Regions from separate parts of the Mus musculus genome. Here all the other regions are linked to region 2. A link is a contact called in public HiCAR-type and promoter capture Hi-C data. All regions are on one chromosome and are shown on one strand. The core of a region is the stretch at or near the end of the contact, and the rest is flanking DNA. Distances in the headings are between cores, read along the strand shown. Region 1 overlaps Ntrk2 (neurotrophic tyrosine kinase, receptor, type 2). Region 2 holds the start of Ntrk2 (neurotrophic tyrosine kinase, receptor, type 2). Region 3 holds the start of 4930455J16Rik (RIKEN cDNA 4930455J16 gene). Region 4 overlaps Ntrk2 (neurotrophic tyrosine kinase, receptor, type 2).

Region 1 (4,366 bases), core at 150-2,649, 59 kb after region 2:
ACTCTTTGAGTGGAGAGGATGTTTTGTAAGGATCGATTAGAGGAACTATTCAAACATTCTTCCAGAGCACTCCACTAGGTCCTCAAGGATAGCAGATCGTAGTAACAATTAAAGTGCAGACTAGACCGTGCTCTGACAGGCATTCTTCTTGGGTTTGGCAACAAGTAGAATGGATTTGGTAGATGGTTATAAAGGTTTTAGAAAGGGAAGGAGATGGAGACCATGGCCACATACACACACATCTACAGCACGGGGTCAGCAGAGGGGTCTCCAGTGGCTGTGGTGTATCCTATTCAGCTTACAGGCCTGAAATAAAGATGAACTAGATCCCCCAGTGGCTCTTGCTGGAATTCAATCCTACATGCAGAAAAGCTCTCCACAAGCAGGCAGATGTTCATGGTGACAGTCGTGAGACCAGAAGCAAGCATGGGCTTCTTTTTCAGGGAGGCCCTGAAATGATCACTAAGAGCTGAAAAATAAACTAGTTTTTTGCCACAAGGCAGGGATTTGGACCTGTCATGACTAGCTTCTGACCAAATAGAGCAAATTTGGAGAACTCTAAGGGCCAGATGTTTCTTAAGCGTGAGCACTCTGACTGGGGTCAGATGGTCCCATCCACGTCAGCACACCAGCAATTCAATATGTCCGCCTTGGAGCAGACCGACAAGAACTCGATGATGACACTCTTATTTTGAAGCTTGTGATTCTTTAGGCGTTGCAGAGAGTGTCTCTCTGGCCCACTCATCCAGGAAGACTGTCACAGCTCCAGGATGCTCATTCACACAGCAGTGGGAGTTGGTGACTTCTGCTCCCTTATTCAGAAGCAGTTGTCTCCTATGCAAAAACTCGCGTCAGGGACAAACTATAAATATCGGAAGTGTTTTCCCACAGTTTCTCCCAGTGCTGTTTTGTCAAAAGATTCATGATGTGGGGTGAACTGGCGCTCTCTCTGCTGCACTTAGAAAGGCCCCAAAGTAGCAGATCTAGGGACGGAGTGTTCAAGTCAAGGAACACAGCGAGAGTAAATTTCTCCTGGAGTTCCACAGAAGAGTAGAATGTGAAGCCCATGCTGTTTCAATCACCAGGACCTGTTCCTTGTCCTGGGGCTAAAACTACAGAGCCATAGATTCTTTCTTGCCTTGAGAAACCAAGGAGAAGATGGTTTGGGCACAAGCCTTAGATAACCAGAGTAATTAAGATTCATCCTTACAGTTCTTCTAATCTCCAGAGTACTAAGGTTAATTGGTTACACCTTCCTCGCTCATCCTTGGGAAGACTCCATTCTAACAGGAAAGAAGAGACTCAAAGCTCTCAGCAAATTGGTGGCTGTCAGACTCTGGGCTTAGTCTCCTCGTCCCCCTCCGAGGGGGCAGCCTGGCCAGCAGAGGCTGCTGGCCACATGTCAGAAGCATGCTGATCCAAAGCCAGGACTGTCCACTAGAGAAGAAGGAATATGCAATTTGCTCTTCCTACTGCAAGGGTTTCTTTGGGATCGTTTTAAAGATCCTGGAATCTGCAAGATAACACTGAAGGAAAAGACTAGTTTGAGGAGTATTTGAGGGGTTGGAGGCTAGAGGATGGCTCAGCAAGCAGGTCAGTCCTCAGCACCTACAGTGTGGCTCACAACCATCTGTCATGCCAGTTTCAGGGGATACGAGGCTCTCCTCTCACCTCCTCAAGCACCATGGGTGAGGTGCACAGACATGCATGTAGGGCAAACAGTAAGACACGTAAAATAAATCAATCTTAGAAATTAAGACATTAGCGAGCTTAAAAAAAAAAAAAAAAAGAAAGAGACACGTCTCCCCACCCCCACCATTGCTTTTCTCTTGGCGGCAAACCATGACTGTGTCCGTGCCACCTCTGTTTGCCTTGTGTTATTCTCTTACCCTCTGACTGTGTCTCTACGGAGCTCTTCTTGCAGCTTAACAGGTCATCATAATCTATTCAGGCTGATCTCCAGAAGTGCAAAGATTTGCCCATGAGGCGTGGTTGATACTGGAAGTTAAGATTGAGCTGAGAGTGCTGGTGTGCACACCTGTAATTCTAGTGTTGAGAGCCGGAGGTTGTAGGGTCACCGCAAGTGTGAAGCCAGCCTGGGTGAGACCCTTCTTCAAAAACAAAGCAAAGCAAAGCAAAGCAAACAACAAGAGCAGAAACCCAAAGGGGGAAATGATAATCTAAAGGAGAAAGAGAGAGAGAGAGAGAGAGAGAGAGAGAGAGTGAGAAAGAGAGAGAGACAGACAGACAGACAGAGAGAGACAGAGACAGAGAGAGAGAGACAGAGAGAGAGACAGAGATAGACAGAGAGGTTATTTAATGTGGAATGGAGGTGTTGGTAAGAACTTTAGGTTGGTAGTGTCCAGAAAACAAAACAGTGCTTTGTTCTTTGCCACTGGCTGGCCTCTCGCCTAAGTGCTGTCTCCTGGGGGTAAAGCCACCTGCAGATTACTTTGGGGCTTTGCTGGAGTGCGTGCTAGCCGTGTGCCATCTGTGTGAGTGCTAGCTGTGTGCCTTCTGTGGCTTCAATACAACTTTTCCTGTCGGGAATGCCAGGCCACTCTGGACCAACAACCTCTTCCCATAAATCATGAAAGCAATCCCTCAAGTCAAGAACAAAGCAAATGTGTCCACAGCACCTGAGGACTCTCCTTAGGGGACAGCTCCCAGCCAAGAGATTGGTAAAGCTCTTCCCTGGTCTTCAGGTTCTCTTGGGACACTGGCATCTGACCTTGATGCCACTGGAGTGGCCATGGAGGGTGAAAGAGCTCCAATGGGTGAAAGAAAGTACCTGGGTTCCCATATTTCCATGTTAGATCTTGAAACCCATGTCTATATCAGATTATCTCCTGCTCGATGGGCTGGACCAGGGTGTGTTCAAAGAAACCATAGGATGTTTTCCAATCCCACCACAAGGGCCAACTGGGCAGTCCTTTTTCATCCTTTGTTCATTCTCAGGTAGAATTACTCTCATGCTTGTCTTGCCTCTCTTGTCCTTAACGGTGGTCCTGACTTTACGTGTTGTATATAAGAATACGTAATGAGTATCATTTAGATTTCAGTAAAAGGAGCCAGTTAGAAAATAGCCTGAAAGACTATTTAAACCTGGGGATACCCAGGTTTGGCTGTGTGTGCTTTTAATCCCAGCCCCCAGGAGGCAGAGGCAGGTAGATCTCTGTAAGTTCAAGGCTAGCTTGACCTACCTAGCAAGTTGCAGGTCAGCTAGAGATATAGAGTGGGAATCTATATCATAGGAGAAAAAAAGTGGAATGTTTTTAAAATTTGGCCATGGTCAGAAGTGTAAAGAGGAATTGTTGTCTTACTTTCGTGTCTGTCCCTGTGCTTTGTGAACTTGGGTCCATGCGTTTCACATGCCCACTTCTGTGTTGTGGCATGGGATGCATTAGGTCTGGTTGCATGTGTATGGGAGGGACAAAAACCACAGCGGTGATTGTTGCTGTCGCACTGTCTCTCTGCCCAGTCCCATCATCCCATCCTGACCTGTACGACTGAAGGTGGAGACACCGAGCCGACTCTTCTCTCATACCTGGGAAAAGGAAGTCAGAAAAATAATATTGTTTTTCAGCAAGTTTGAGTATGGCCCAACCTGATGTTTTGTGGTCGATCTTGATAGCAAAGACATGATGGGTCTGGAAAAGTGAATTGTCTTCTAGGTTGTGGTCTAACTGTTGATTCATGATCCTACACAAAATCCTGCTGTGTTGAATTCATATCATGTGCTTGGATCTTCTTAGGTGCTTTGTGTGAGGAGTGATTGTTAGTACTCCTATTCTATCATGAGGTTTATCAAGTCGGATATATGTCATAGTCATGGTGACCATTGAAACATTGGGTCCAAATAAACATGACTAAGAATTCTACCTTTTAAAAATGGAGTTTTACATGTAAAATCAAATGGTACTATAAACCAAATTCTCCCATTTGTGGGATCCACGAGGATTTGAGAACATGTGAAGACACCAACTTTTCCATCATCTTCAAAGCAAGCCCCACATCCAGGGAGAAACCTTGGTCCCAGGTTAACTGTATAGACTCCTCCGGGGCTTCCCCAGCTTCGAAACTGAAAGTCCATTATCTCAGGGATGTGCTTCGTCCCTGGCTACCTGGGATAGTTCATAACCCTGGTGCAAACTGAGTTTTTCATATATAAAGTTATGTACCAAGCTGACTGCGAAACAACATTTCTTACATTCTTTGACCTCAAAATATTGTTTTGAAAGTAGCATTCTCAGAGTCTTCCGCCCATACAGGAACAGAATGGTTTTGGTCCATCTGGTCTGAGGCCATGACCTCTGAGCTGGGACTCTATTCTCCAGTGAGAGTCTGGACAGTCTGGTCCTTCCTC
Region 2 (4,202 bases), core at 954-3,453:
CAGCATTCATTAGACTCTTCCTGTCTATAAACCACACAAACTCTGCCAGTCTTGGATGCCACGTCAATACTGTAGCCACCATCATAGAAATGGACATTTTCTGAGAAAAAATGGAGTGAGAGTAGGCATGAGTCTGGGGCACGCATGAGTGCGCAGGGGCGGGAGTGGGGCAGTAATTACTCCTCCCTTCCTCTTCAGTGTTCCTAGGGGTTTTTCCACAAAAGACACTGGCAAATGGAAGGAGAGATGGCTCAGTGAGTAGACACTTGGTCTGATCTCACCTTGCTCCCAGGACGCGTGATGGAAGGAGAAAATCAGCTTTCCTCTGATACCCTTGATTTGGTAACCCACACACATACACAATAAGGTGTGTGTGTGTGTGTACGCGCGCGCGCACGCACGTGTATGTGTCTGGAAAAGTCTCCCTAAAAGAACATTGGCAGCACAACTGTGTCTCCTGGACAAAGATGTCTTAGCTTTGGGGTTCTGTGCCTTGCCACAGCAGCAAAGGTGGCAGGCAGAACTGAGAAGTTATCTGAAGCTTGGGTGGTCCAAGCCCCCAAGGTGTATCAGGGCTCAGGGAAGGGGGTGAGGTGACCTGCTGGTTTTTGCTCCAGGCCTCGGCCGGCCGGGTGTTTTAAATGTGTAAGGATTATATTTCTATCCCTGGTGCATGACATCTATGTGAAAATCTTGCTAGATTGATTTTATTTCTTAGTGATGTTTAAGGCTGTGCGAAGACCCAAACATTTCCCCTGACATCATCCTTCTCATTTCTGGCCTTTTGCGGGCAGTTGGATGACTATTCTTATGTCTTAAATTGGACTCCAGCGCATTGTCTTGTGGTGCGTGGAGGACTTCAGAGGCAGGAGATTGTAGGGATCTGGTGAGAGGCGCACTGCCTGGGTAGCAATGTGCACACAGCGCGGCGGTTGCGCATCTGGAGCTGCAGTGCGCCGGTAGCGCAGTTCCTAATGCGGTGGTAGCAATGGCCCGAGGTACCGGAGCGTGCTGGGTTTCTTCTCCCCACGCGGGGGCACCAGAGCCCTCGAAAGTGTCAGGCACTGCGGCGCATCTACCAGATTCCCTTTTAAATGACTGCGGATGTGCGGGCGGTCGCAGCTACAAATGGTGAGAGGAGGCTCAGATCAGGCTCGCGAATGGCCCGCAGCGACCATTTAACTGCACCCGCACGTTTGTCACTCGACCCTCCGGAATCATCTCACGTGTCCCCACTGAGACTCTAGGGCGCTGCCGGAGCCCGGCCTCTCGGTAGCTGGAAGCACATCCTGCCTCGGGCAGCGCGGGTGCAGGGTACACGTTGGCGCACATGCACGCGCGCACACGAACACGCGCAAGGTACGGCAGGGCAGGGGACAGGGGCTTGGGTGCTCCGCGTGCGGGTGGGTGTCGCGGGGAGTGAAGCTGTGATCCTCAAATGGCTGCATCCTGCCAGGTTAAGGAATAAGAGAAGATGATGCGGAGCCATCCATTCCACAGGCCAGGGTCGGTGCAAAGCATTTAGGGAACCCACAGCGCGGCCGGCGCGCTCCCTTCCCACGCAGGGCTCTCTCTGTGGCGCAAACGGCAGGAGAAAGATCCATCAGAGCTACACTTGTGTCTGCAGGCTGTCTACACTTCTCTCTTGGCAGAAACCCCATCAGGAGAGCTTTGGAACCATCCACCCCTAAATAGGTAGTCCGGAACCCGGCAATGGTCCTTGGTTACTAACGTACAGCGCTATATATTTATTTTTGTACGGGGTGTAGCTTGTCTTCCCTATATTTTGGAAATAGCTTGCTTTCCCCTATGAGCATGGTGAGAAAGAAGAACGCGGCGGGGAGGGAGAGGGAAAGGAAAAGGAAAAGGGAGGATTCCTACAATACGAATCAGAGCATTTTTTTCAGAGCCTAACCAAACAGGGCTTCCATTTAAAAAAGGGGGAGCTAGTCTGTACTGCGATGTGGAAGAGATGTAAGAATTAGGGACCAAGGAAGCATCGCTGCATTTTAGATGTACCGGGGTCTAAAGGGGGCACACACACGCACACGCGCACACATGCACACCCGCACAGCTACCCCGCCAAGGTGTGTGCGTGCGCGCGAGTGTGAACTCCCACATGCTGCTGTCTGCGCCTGGCCGCTGGCACCAAGCCTCCTCCTCCCCGCTCGCCCCCAGATTCCCTCCCCTCCGCCTTGCTTTTGTCTGGAGGGTGCTATGCTATGCGTGTGTGCGTGTGTGTGCGCGCGCGCGTGTGTGAGCGTGTGTGTTTTTGGATTTCATACTAATTTTCTGGAGTTTCTGCCCCTGCTCTGCGTCAGCCCTCACGTCACTTCGCCAGCAGTAGCAGAGGCGGCGGCGGCGGCGGCCGCCGGTTAGAGCCCAGTCGCTGCTTCAGCTGCTGTTGCTGCTTCTGCAGCGCTCTGCTCCCTGCGCTTGCTACGGGAGGCCGGGGAAGCCGCGCGGACAGTCCTCGGTGGCCTGGGCCGGCACTGTCCTGCTACCGCAGTTGCTCCCCAGGTGGGATGTGCCGCGCCACCTGCCCACCTCCCCTCTCCCCCCGCGCCCAGCGGCCGGGGAGGATTCTGCAGCATCATTGGGGCCCCAGCGCTGCCGCAGCCTCTTTGGAGGGTCCTTGGCTTGGCCTATGCCATGGAATCTGCTCTCAAAGACCCGTTACCGACTTCTCATGCCTCGGCCTCAGGCTTGAAGGGAGGGCGGGCACACGGGGGGGGGGCACTAAGGGGCAAGTTGATGGCGGGGCGGGAGCTGGGCACTCAGACATTCATTCTCCAGGCTTGGGGTTCAGGGTGAGGAGAGCGCGGAGGGACTGTGTCCCAGTTGGTGGTGTGTGGGGTCTATTAGTCTCATCCATGTCTGTTTGTCCTCAGCCCTGAGGTGCGCACCGATATCGATATTCGTGCCGGTTTAGCGGTTCTGCGACCCAAAGAGTCCAGGGAGATCCACCGAGTGGTGCCTGGCGTATAGGACTATGCAGCCGCCTTGTGGCTCGGAGCAGCGGCCCGCGATGTCCCAGCCACTGTGAACCATTTGGTCAGCGCCAACCTGCTCAGCCCCAGCACCGACAGGCTCAGCCTCTGGTACGCTCCACTCCGCGGGAGGCCACCAGCACCAAGCAGCAAGAGGGCGCAGGGAAGGCCTCCCCCCTCCGGCGGGGGACGCCTGGCTCAGCGTAGGGACACGCACTCCGACTGACTGGCACTGGCAGCTCGGGATGTCGCCCTGGCTGAAGTGGCATGGACCCGCCATGGCGCGGCTCTGGGGCTTATGCCTGCTGGTCTTGGGCTTCTGGAGGGCCTCTCTCGCCTGCCCGACGTCCTGCAAATGCAGTTCCGCTAGGATTTGGTGTACTGAGCCTTCTCCAGGCATCGTGGCATTCCCGAGGTTGGAACCTAACAGCGTTGACCCGGAGAACATCACGGAAATGTGAGTTCCTTTTACTTTTTCTCCTGTCCCCACCTCAGGAATCAGGCAGGTGTATGTTTGGGACAGATGCTGTCCCACACATGGCAAGAAGTCAGAGACCAGAGAGATGGGGTACCTGTCACTTCTCTGTCTGTTTCACTGGCTTACGGATGTCAGTTGGTGAAGAGTGGGACTCTAAAATTCCATATAGACAGAAATATAATCATAAATTCGTATATATTATGTTCCTGGGAAGGAATTCTGCGTGCATTTTCATTTCAAAGTTCTGATGGGTGTGTTTTAGGCTTTCAGTATACGATAATTATATTGGAACATTTTTGTTTGGTAAAATATACTGTGTGTGTGTGTGTTGAGAGAAGTTCCAGTGATATTAACCAGAAAGGAGGTTAAAATTATTCATTTTCAAGAATTGGTTGGAGGAAGTGAGGGTCTCTCCCTTAACATCTTTTCCCGAGGCTTGGAGTTGACTGGTCCTGTTCCCCCTTTTCCATCTCATCTATTGGATTTTGCTTCAGAGATTGCAGCCAGAGATGCTTTGAGGATGCCCTGTAAGAGGAGAAGTTCTGAGTGTCGAAAAGCACTCGCTCAAGAGAGAAAATGCGATCACAGGAAGGGCTAAAAGCCTGGGCTGATTTAATTTGGACCTGATTTCTCAGAGATACGATTTTGAGACCATTTGGATTATAAATCTTAATTGCCCATTGAAAAATTCCCCAGGACTAGGCTAAACAGCAAGCTATGTGCACACTGACGGA
Region 3 (4,132 bases), core at 313-2,812, 45 kb before region 2:
TCTACCTCGTGTGTGGAGCCCTTGGACTTTGGACTTTCATACACAACTGATGGGTGTGGAAGTAGGGGTGAAGGTCAGCATTATAATTGACACGGCTCAGAAGTAGCATATGTCATATCTGCTGCTCTTTCATTGGCATGTCTAGTTAATGGCCCCACTTAGTTTTGAAGGAGACAGGAAAGGTTTCCAGGCAACCACTCTCAGGACTGGCTGTGCATGGGAAGGGAAAAGTGGATGTCAGCAGGCTGTAACTTTAATTCTTTCAAACCCGATTTTAAATGATGCTTTAACCTCCCTTCTAGCCCACCACCCACCAGAGGTGGTGGAAAAGAAAGGATATGGGGGAAGTGGACCTGTTTAGGAAATGGTTCTTTGGAGCAAATCCCATCTATGCTGTTAGGAAATCAACAGTTCACAGGTCAGCAGCCGCAGATCAATCCACTCAAAACCACTTCTCAGGTATATCAGCAGCCCAGTTCGGCAGTGTTGGGATAGCATTGGGGGTGGCACGACCTAACAGGAGCAGTCAGGCTACATGAGCAGGGACACCAGGGGCAGTCCTTGCCTGTGCCTCTCTCCATGAAGCAGAGATCAGAGAAGATTTGAGACTAAGAAGTGTTTAGCTATACAAGCAAGCCAAGCTCCTCTCACAGTCCCTTGAGTCCTGTTTACACTCCCTCCAAATGTCACCTGTCCTCCACCGATCTTGCCTCACCATGTGTCTTGTTCACCTCAGCACATGAGTTTGTCTCAGCTGACATCACTCTGTCAATCAGCCCAAATTTGTGGCAAGAAGCCACAGCACACCACTAGAAGTTTTTTTTTTTTTTTTGAGGGGGTGTGTGTTTTTCTCTCTATGGAGTCCTGACAAATGCAGCTCAACTACATAAGGTAAGGCGGACCAATACAGGCATGCCGTTCTCAAAGAATCCTGCATCACGTGTCATGTGCTTGCTTTAGCATAACCTTTCACCTGTGTCTGCTTCAGGAAAACACTTCTTCACCTGTTTGTCCTAGCAAAACACCATCCATCCAACACAACCAACTCTCCAAAAAGCCCTTAAGTTTCTGCTTCAGCAGACAGCTGGCTGTCTTGGGCCCAGTAGCTTTATTGCTCATAGGTCAGTATTTACTTACAGTTTCCTTACACTTTACTGACGTCATACACATTACCTAGAAAGTTTTATGTGCCCTTAGGTTTGGGTCCCCTGAGCTGTGTTCGGTACATCGCTTTGGAAGATTTTGATGACCTATAGAGTCCCGAATGAAGATGCTCTGCTCAGCCATCCAGACTTCTGGTTGCCATGTCTGCCTGCATCTTGAGTACTGCTCTCTCTGCCAGCTTCTCACAGGCTCCACACTAGACTTTATTTTTGATTTCTTTGTTTTGGTAACAGACTCCTACAGAAATTCACAGCACAAAACGCCTACCCACCTTAAATGCTGGTGTTTTTTTTGAGGTCAGAAAGCTGGCTAGCATAGCCAGGAAAGGTCATCTCCATCCATGGTAACTAGAGATTCAGCTTGGATGCTGAACTGTGACAAACACCCGGAGGATGGAATGTCTGATCTTTCCTGCTTCGTCTATGTAAAGACGACCGTTGGGACTGTTGGGACTGTTGCCTGAGATGTTCTAATGACAACCTCACTTGGTTTGGGCTTCCTCATAGTGTGGCAGGCTTCCTCATAGGATAGTTAGAAAATTTTGAATGGTGCCCCATGCATCTGAGAGCAAGGGTTTTGACAAACAGGCAGAAGTCTCTTATAATCTCTCATTCACTATTATTTGCAATCATATAGTGTGTGACTATTGCTCAAGGTAGTCATCAGCCTACTTCAAAATCAGGAGGTGGGAACCTAGACTCCACTTCTTTATGGGAATGATTTCAAAACAGACACATCTTACAATGTGCACAGGCTGCCATTAATTGTGCTTATATACAGAGCACAAAGCAGCCATTCACCTCAAGGAGGAAATTTCATCAATACTCTAGATATCGCTAATTTATGATTTCCCTAATCATCTGTAGGAAGTCTGAGAGAACTAAAGTGAACACGGACAATCCTAATTTCTCAAACCTATAAAGTCTGGCACAGTAGCTTGGTGAGGAAAGGCACAAGTTGCCCTGCCTGACAACCTACGTTCAACCCAGGGGACCCACAAAGAGGAAGGAGAGAACTGACTCCTGAGGTTTGTCCCTTTTTTAAAATTCTTTTTTTGTAATCTCATAAAGACTTTGAGACATTATGGAATCCTCGCCTCTGCCCTGCAACAGTTTCCAGTGTCTGGGTCTTCAGCCTGGCTGAGGTCCAAGCACTTACCACAAATGGGATCCAGAATGTGTCAGGATTCTCACCTGGGGTTGTGTGGAGTTCTGGGTGCCCATGACCTTGCATAGGAATGCATATTTTCACTAATCTCTAACTGAAGTATAGCTATTTCCTTTGATTAAGAGTGCAGGTTTGTCGGGCATGGTAAAATCCTTTAATCCCACTAGGGAGGCAGAGACAGGTAGATTCACGTGAGTTTGGGGCCAGTCTGGTTTGCATAGTGAGTTCAAGGCCAGGCAGGGCTACATAGTATGACCCTCTCTTTTATTTTTTAAGTTGTCATTCTTACAACTTTGGAGGCTGAGGCAAGACGATTGCAAATTTGAGGCCTGCCTGGATGTTATAACAAATTCAAAGGCAACCTAAATTGATCCTGTCTCAAAACAAAAATAAGAAGGATCTGGGATATAGATTAGTGGTAGTGTACTTGCCTTGCATGTCCCTGGCTCTGTCCCTAGGATGACAAGAACAACAAGCACACAGGTAACAAACCCCGATGACACTGTCAGCACCTCTGACCCTGCACTGCGACTGTCTATGACCCCAGTCTTTGTCAGCACACGAAGTCCACAATATTCTCACAGAGCATCAGAAGTGGGTTTCTTGAAGTACTGTTTACACTCAGTACTACTGTGAAATTACGTTAGTGAGTGGACGGGTTGCCAGGTTGTATATGACTACAGTTCATAGCCACTAGCCTGAGGCAGCCAGCCAGTTACCAGTCAGCTCTGTTGTGAGCTGTGACCAACAACAATGGCTAGAGCACAGACCTCATGAACCTTGCAGCAGGAGGAGGCAAGATATGGTCATCGTTTGATGATGCGCTACAAAACTGGGCTACTTGGGTGGGAATTCACAAAATCCCATCAAGGCACAACATCCTGCTGTCCTGGGATTCCTGGGAGATGCAGGTGGAGCTGAGGATCCCTGAGCCGAGCCCAGGAACAGAAACCCACGGAAAAACAGACAAGGTTTTCTGGTGGACAGATGGAAGTTCTATAGGATTAATTTCTCCTGGGATTAGGTGGTTATCACATTGCACGTAAAATTTAAATCATATAAAAGAGTGCAATATAAAGTATTTATCTCTCCCTTCCCCAATTGCTCATCTCCCACCCAATCTCTTTTCCCAGAGACAGAAGGTATCAGTTTAGAGGTTTGTTTCTCTGTCTGCTAATTAGTAAGATAACGAGTACATAATTTCTCAGTCCTTCTCATTCTAGAAACCCCCTCCTGTCCTTTGGTTGGTTGGTTGGTTGGTGCATCTGCTGTAGGCTGCTGTGTCTGTATAACATGCTGAGATCTCTCCCTCAGAACTTACAAACTTAGGCGGGATCTTGCGACCCTTGAGCTAAATCAACCTGGCTTAACTCATGTGAGTCAACTTCTGTCTTTTCATTTATCAATGGATCTTTTTGTATCCTTATCTTCTGGGCTATCTTTGCAGTTTTAAGAACTGTTACTTTTATGAACTCAGTGTTTGCACAGTTTCTTCTCATCTTAGTGATATGATGATTGATTATCCCATGTGCTGTCTATATGTCCTTACCGGATAGTGATATAATAATCCAAATATAATTTATATGCAAATTATAAAAATAGTAGTCTCCTCTTATTGGTGGTTTTAGTTAGCTACAGTCAGCTATAGCTTAAAATATATGAAGATGTTCAGAAACAAGCGGATTATTAATTAAGCTGTGAGTTTTTAAAAGGCTACTTAATCATAAATACTGAGATACCATGACACCATGGTGAACGTGGTGGCTGGCAGATGGGTGTCACATACAGTATGGACACACTG
Region 4 (4,515 bases), core at 1,845-4,344, 34 kb after region 2:
TCCCTTGGAATCAAGACACACTCCCTGGAAGACATCAAGCTAACTAATCAAGACACTGACGTGGCCTTGGACGGTTTAAGAAAATAAAAATTACTATTGCTTTTCCCGGTATAATAGGACCATTTGGACGTTCATTTTTCTCAACAGCACGTTTGTGGGTTGATAAAAATAGAAAAAGAAATATCAATCACGGTCTATGCCAAAGCTCCAGGTGACGCTTAATAATAGGAACTGCTTTTCTTCCCAGTCCCGCTTGGTATTTTGTTGACTAAAGTCAATTGGATATGCAACAAATCAGAGTTGTCATGTGGTTCTCTGGCAAGTCCCCTCAATAATAAGAGTTAAGTCAATAAACGATGGCCTCCCTGAGACATCCCAAAAGACACCTAAAAGACAAATATGACCACAGCCCCGCCCCACGCTCACATTCCCTCACACTGTGAGTTTCCAATGGGAATCATCTCCAGGAGGGCTGTTACCTGATTCTTGTTGACCAAATTCTCTTTGCAATGATAACTTTAGCATTTTACAGTCTACCTGCGGGGTCACACCTATCCGTTTCTCTTGCATAGACTGATGTCTGTATTCCCAGGACATAGGCTGAAACCACTCTGAGGGAGCTGGGGGACTTTAACCAGGTGACTAACTCACCATGTTCTTAAGACAGGAGCAAAGGAGATAAACTTTCTGCCATTGCTATCGTCTTGTAACATCTGTCCCTCCTCCCTTCCCTGAGGTTGACAGTTCCTGGCCTGACTTCCATGCTGGTTATTAAAGCGCTCACTGTCTCAGAGCAGCCTGCCTGGGTGCTCGGTGGAGATGTGTTGATATTACTGAAGACCTTAATTTCATAAAGTCATTATCATGACTTCATATTTCATCTGTGACAGGAATGATGAAGTCACTTTCTAAGATGTAAAAAAAAAAAAAAACCCTGAAAAACCAGGATAAAACTCAGGGCACATTTTCCTGAAACCCTTCTTGACAGCCTGTCTGGCCAGTTCACTGGGGCAGACGTGATGTGTGTGTAGCCCTTGGTGGCACAGCCATGACAGCAGAAGAAGAATGGGAAAATATCCCACCGCAATCTCTTAGAAGTAATTCATGTCCTCAATAGTTACGTTTTTGAAGTTTTATTACAGATTACCCTAGACCCAAATCACCCAGCAGTTGCGTTGTGTGTTGTCTGATTCCTTGGGGGATTGATGCTCCTGTTTTAATATGAACAGTGGGCCTTGGCTAATTGTAGTTTTATTGAAAGCCCTTTGTGTGTGTGTGTGTGTGTGTGTGTGTGTGTGTGTGTGTGTGCGTGCCTGTGGTGATAGAATAATTTTATTTTTTTATTTATTTATTTTTGTTTTTTGTTTTTTCGAGACAGGGTTTCTCTGTATAGCCCTGGCTGTCCTGGAACTCACTTTGTAGACCAGGCTGGCCTCGAACTCAGAAATCCGCCTGCCCCTGCCTCCCGAGTGCTGGGATTAAAGGCGTGCGCCACCATGCCCGGCAATAGAATAATTTTAATGGTGTTCTAGCTTCCATGTCTGGCTTACATTAAATCGTGTATCTGCCTCACTCAAGGAGGATAGGTATTCTACACAGCTTCCTTACCAGACCACCATCAGGATCCAATAATTGATCAAACATCAAATGCTCTATGGATGTGTGTAGCTATTGTCATGTCCAATGAAATTAGACAAGCGTTCAGACAGCCATGAAGAGAGGTGAAATACCATCAAGCTTCACACAGCCACATGAGGAGAGAGGCTCTCCCTAGCTGCAGGACGGTACCTCGCCTTGGAGGAGTGTAGGGATGCAGGAGGAGTCGGCTCTAGCATCTGTCTTCTGTCCTAGCCTCTGCTTAGGACTGGGGACCCTGGGGATCACCTTGCTTTGCCTGGATTTTCTGAACTCAAATTGTACTGACCTGGGTTATCAGCACAGTGAGGTGCACACGACTAATGAAGCTGCCGCTCTGTAACCTGAGGGTGGCCTGAAGGTCCTTCTGAGCTCCCCTGCCTCTATAGAAAGGAATGGACGAGTTAGAGAAAGGACTGAAGGAGCTGAAGGGGGTCAAAACCCCATAGAAAGAACAACAATATCAACCAACCAGACCCCTCAGAGCTCCCACCAACCAAAGAGTACACATGGAGGGACTCATGGCTCCAGCCACACATGTAGCAGAGGATGGCCTCGTCAGGCATCAATGGGAGAAGAGGCCCTTGGTACTGTGAAAGCTTGATGCCCCAGTGTAGGGGAATACCAGGATGGGAGTGGGTGGGTAGGTGGATGAGGACATGCCATCATAGAAGCAGGGGAAGGGAGATAGGGACTTTTGGGAGGGAGGGGGATCAGGAAAGGGGATAACATTTGAAATGTAAATAAAGAAAATATCCAATAAAAAGAGAGAGTAATGAGGGACAATTGGGACTGTTGTACTTCAGGTTTTAGGGACCTCACAAGAGAGCGCAGCCTCATCTTTGCCTCAGTTTGCCTGGTCAGTGTTAGCCTGACACAGTCACCATCCAGTGCTGATCTCTGATTATAAGTCTGGGTGCCTTTAATTGCTGCCCAACCCCTAGAACCCCGGGACTGTGAGAAAAGCCAGCATTTGTGTTTTCCAGGGGCTCTGCCGAGGTGCTAATTAGGCTCTTAGCAAAGTTTTACAATCAAACAGTAAGAGGATTGTTGATTTTTTTCTTCCTTCTTCCTCCTTTTTGGCTTTTGGCCCCATTCCTAAGTATGCTTCATAAAACTCATCTTGTTCTTTGGCCCGTAACCCCGAGCTGCAGTGTGCTGCTGGCAACCCAGACTAGCAGCTGCTCCAGGGAGGGTAGAGCTGAGCTGAGCGGAGCAGACTGGGAGAGGTGGCTCCATGGGGCAGCATAGAGCTGATGGGGGGTGGGGTGGGGTGGGAGAGGCAGCTCCACAGGGCAGCATAGAGCTGATGGGTGGGGGCGGGAGGCTGCTCCATAGGGTAGTGTGAGCTGATGTGTGTGTGTGTGTGTGTGTGTGTGTGTGTGTGTGTGTGTGGTGGGGTGTGGGGGAGATGATGCGGAAGTTTCCTCATCCCTCTTTTTCCTTCTCTCTCCCTCCTGGTCTCTGCTTTTCTCTCCCCTTCCCTCCACTCCCTTCCCCTTCTCTCCCCTCTCTTCCTCTTTCCTCCCCTCCCTCCCTTCCCCAGTCTTTCCTTTCCCTCGCTCCTCCTTCCCTTCCCCTCCCCTCCCCTCCATCCCTGCCCCTGTACCCCTTTTATTTATTTTTGGGGAGAAGAACAGATTTTTTTTTCCTTTTTTTTCAGGCTTTGTGATGAGTATGAACACACCTGAGCCTTAAAGACAGGCAGAGATTTTTTGTGTGATATTGTTCCACAGAAGCCATTCTTAATTCATGTCCCCAAAGAAAAGGCTTACATGGGCATGTCTCTCTCACGACTTCCTGATGGGTTCGAGTATATTTTCATCCCGGGTACCCTTCTCTCCTTTCACCAGCTAACCCTGTCAGCCTGTGATTTAGCTCCTACAGATGACTGAGATGTCATTGGCCTGATAGCATTCTGGCCTTAGGTCCAGGGCAGAGCCAGGGTTACTGTCCCTAGCAGACTTTCTTCTTAGACACCTGCCTGCCTGGGCCACTCGAGAAGCCAGGAGCTGCGTGGATGGGGTCTTGGCTGTTTTTGTGGGCTGTGTGTTTTCACACTTTTGCTACTTTTCAAAAATATCCATCCAGAGGCTCAAGAACTTTAAGTAAATATGAAACAGTAAACAAATTCAGCTGCCAGGATCACTGGAAACACTCAAACAACAGGCATTTGGAACACACCAGGAAATTCATAAGGTTTTTTTTCCTCCCTCCCATGGATAGAAAGAGCATCTTTCTGTTGCTTTGTTTAAATTATAAAGATGCTGTGTTTTGGGGGAGCTCACGATAAAGTCTGACACATGCCCTGTTCCCCAGTGTTCTGCCCTGGTCTCTTCTTGGAGCTACTCCTTCATTGAGGTCACATGTAAATAGTCCCACCAGGCAGGCGGCTTCCGTCAGCAGGTGTATTCCTTCCGGGAAAGACAGTTGAAAGTCTCTCTAGCCCAGGTTTTGTTTGTCACACACCTTAAAAATGTTCAAGATGCCTCTTAGTTTTAGAATCTCTCTCTTTCCTCCTCTCATGGGCTTATACTGTGCTGTTTTATTACATATTCCCCCAATTAAGTGCTCAAAGCATCGGGAGCCCAACTGGGAGAGAACTGGACTTTCAATCGATACACGAGACATAAACGTTTGGGTGAAACAAAGATATTAAAGAGAGACTCTGAGAAACATACACTCTTCTCTCATAGTGCATAGGCACTGTAAGCGAGGCAGGGACCCCCGGAAGTTATCTTCTCATGTAAAAGGCACAGTTTGGCTCCAAGTAAGATGGGTACCCGAGTCCAGGAAAATTACGCTTTAAAAAACAAAACCACTATCATTCTTAAATCATAACCTTTAAAGTTACACTTAACATATCTGATTTCTTTCAGA

Evidence for each region. Promoter capture Hi-C pulls out the DNA fragments that hold promoters and counts their contacts. HiCAR-type assays count read pairs that join an accessible place to other places.
Region 1: a promoter capture Hi-C map of hippocampal neurons shows a contact between it and region 2, with 3 times the contacts expected there. The contact joins the enhancer-like site here to the promoter of Ntrk2 in region 2. A contact is called at or near these places in 2 of 39 promoter capture datasets (embryonic stem cells and hippocampal neurons), 10 of 484 Hi-C or Micro-C datasets (cerebellar granule neurons, cerebellum, cerebral cortex and 3 more), 7 of 115 datasets of contacts at active chromatin or transcription factors (embryonic forebrain, embryonic stem cells, fibro-adipogenic progenitors and 2 more) and 4 of 9 other capture datasets (adipose tissue, embryonic stem cells, liver and 1 more).
Region 3: a contact with region 2 is called in a promoter capture Hi-C map of the SN4741 cell line, with 5 times the contacts expected there. The contact joins the promoter of 4930455J16Rik here to the promoter of Ntrk2 in region 2. A contact is called at or near these places in 5 of 39 promoter capture datasets (the 3T3-L1 cell line, the HPC-7 cell line, the SN4741 cell line and 2 more), 2 of 484 Hi-C or Micro-C datasets (cortical neurons and nephron progenitors), 2 of 115 datasets of contacts at active chromatin or transcription factors (embryonic stem cells and stem cell-derived neural progenitor cells) and 3 of 9 other capture datasets (adipose tissue, liver and pancreatic islet).
Region 4: a contact with region 2 is called in a HiCAR-type map of astrocytes, with 5 times the contacts expected there. The contact joins the enhancer-like site here to the promoter of Ntrk2 in region 2. A contact is called at or near these places in 1 of 39 promoter capture datasets (stem cell-derived epiblast-like cells), 9 of 484 Hi-C or Micro-C datasets (brain, cerebellar granule neurons, cerebellum and 5 more), 11 of 115 datasets of contacts at active chromatin or transcription factors (astrocytes, embryonic forebrain, embryonic hindbrain and 3 more) and 3 of 9 other capture datasets (adipose tissue, liver and pancreatic islet).

What each region holds. Positions count from the first base shown.
Region 1 is chr13:58,865,607-58,869,972 of GRCm38.p6, forward strand. All of the region lies in intron 9 of Ntrk2 (neurotrophic tyrosine kinase, receptor, type 2), which reads left to right. Among named protein-coding and RNA genes, the nearest start is that of Ntrk2, 60 kb to the left of the region's middle. Within about 2 kb of position 1,400, at least 7 of the 459 cell types and tissues checked have an H3K27ac peak or open chromatin away from gene starts, as enhancers often do. A contact at or near this core is called in cerebellar granule neurons, cerebellum and hippocampal neurons, where this site is marked.
Region 2 is chr13:58,805,494-58,809,695 of GRCm38.p6, forward strand. It overlaps Ntrk2 (neurotrophic tyrosine kinase, receptor, type 2), which reads left to right and starts at 2,204. Exons shown (of 18, transcript NM_001025074.2): 1 at 2,204-2,520; 2 at 2,892-3,447. The coding sequence starts at 3,236.
Region 3 is chr13:58,760,749-58,764,880 of GRCm38.p6, forward strand. 4930455J16Rik (RIKEN cDNA 4930455J16 gene) reads right to left here and starts at 1,563. Exons shown (of 3, transcript NR_045469.1): 1 at 1,436-1,563.
Region 4 is chr13:58,838,362-58,842,876 of GRCm38.p6, forward strand. Ntrk2 (neurotrophic tyrosine kinase, receptor, type 2) reads left to right here. Exons shown (of 18, transcript NM_001025074.2): 5 at 4,515. Among named protein-coding and RNA genes, the nearest start is that of Ntrk2, 33 kb to the left of the region's middle. Within about 2 kb of position 3,095, at least 72 of the 459 cell types and tissues checked have an H3K27ac peak or open chromatin away from gene starts, as enhancers often do. A contact at or near this core is called in adipose tissue, astrocytes, cerebellum and 3 more, where this site is marked.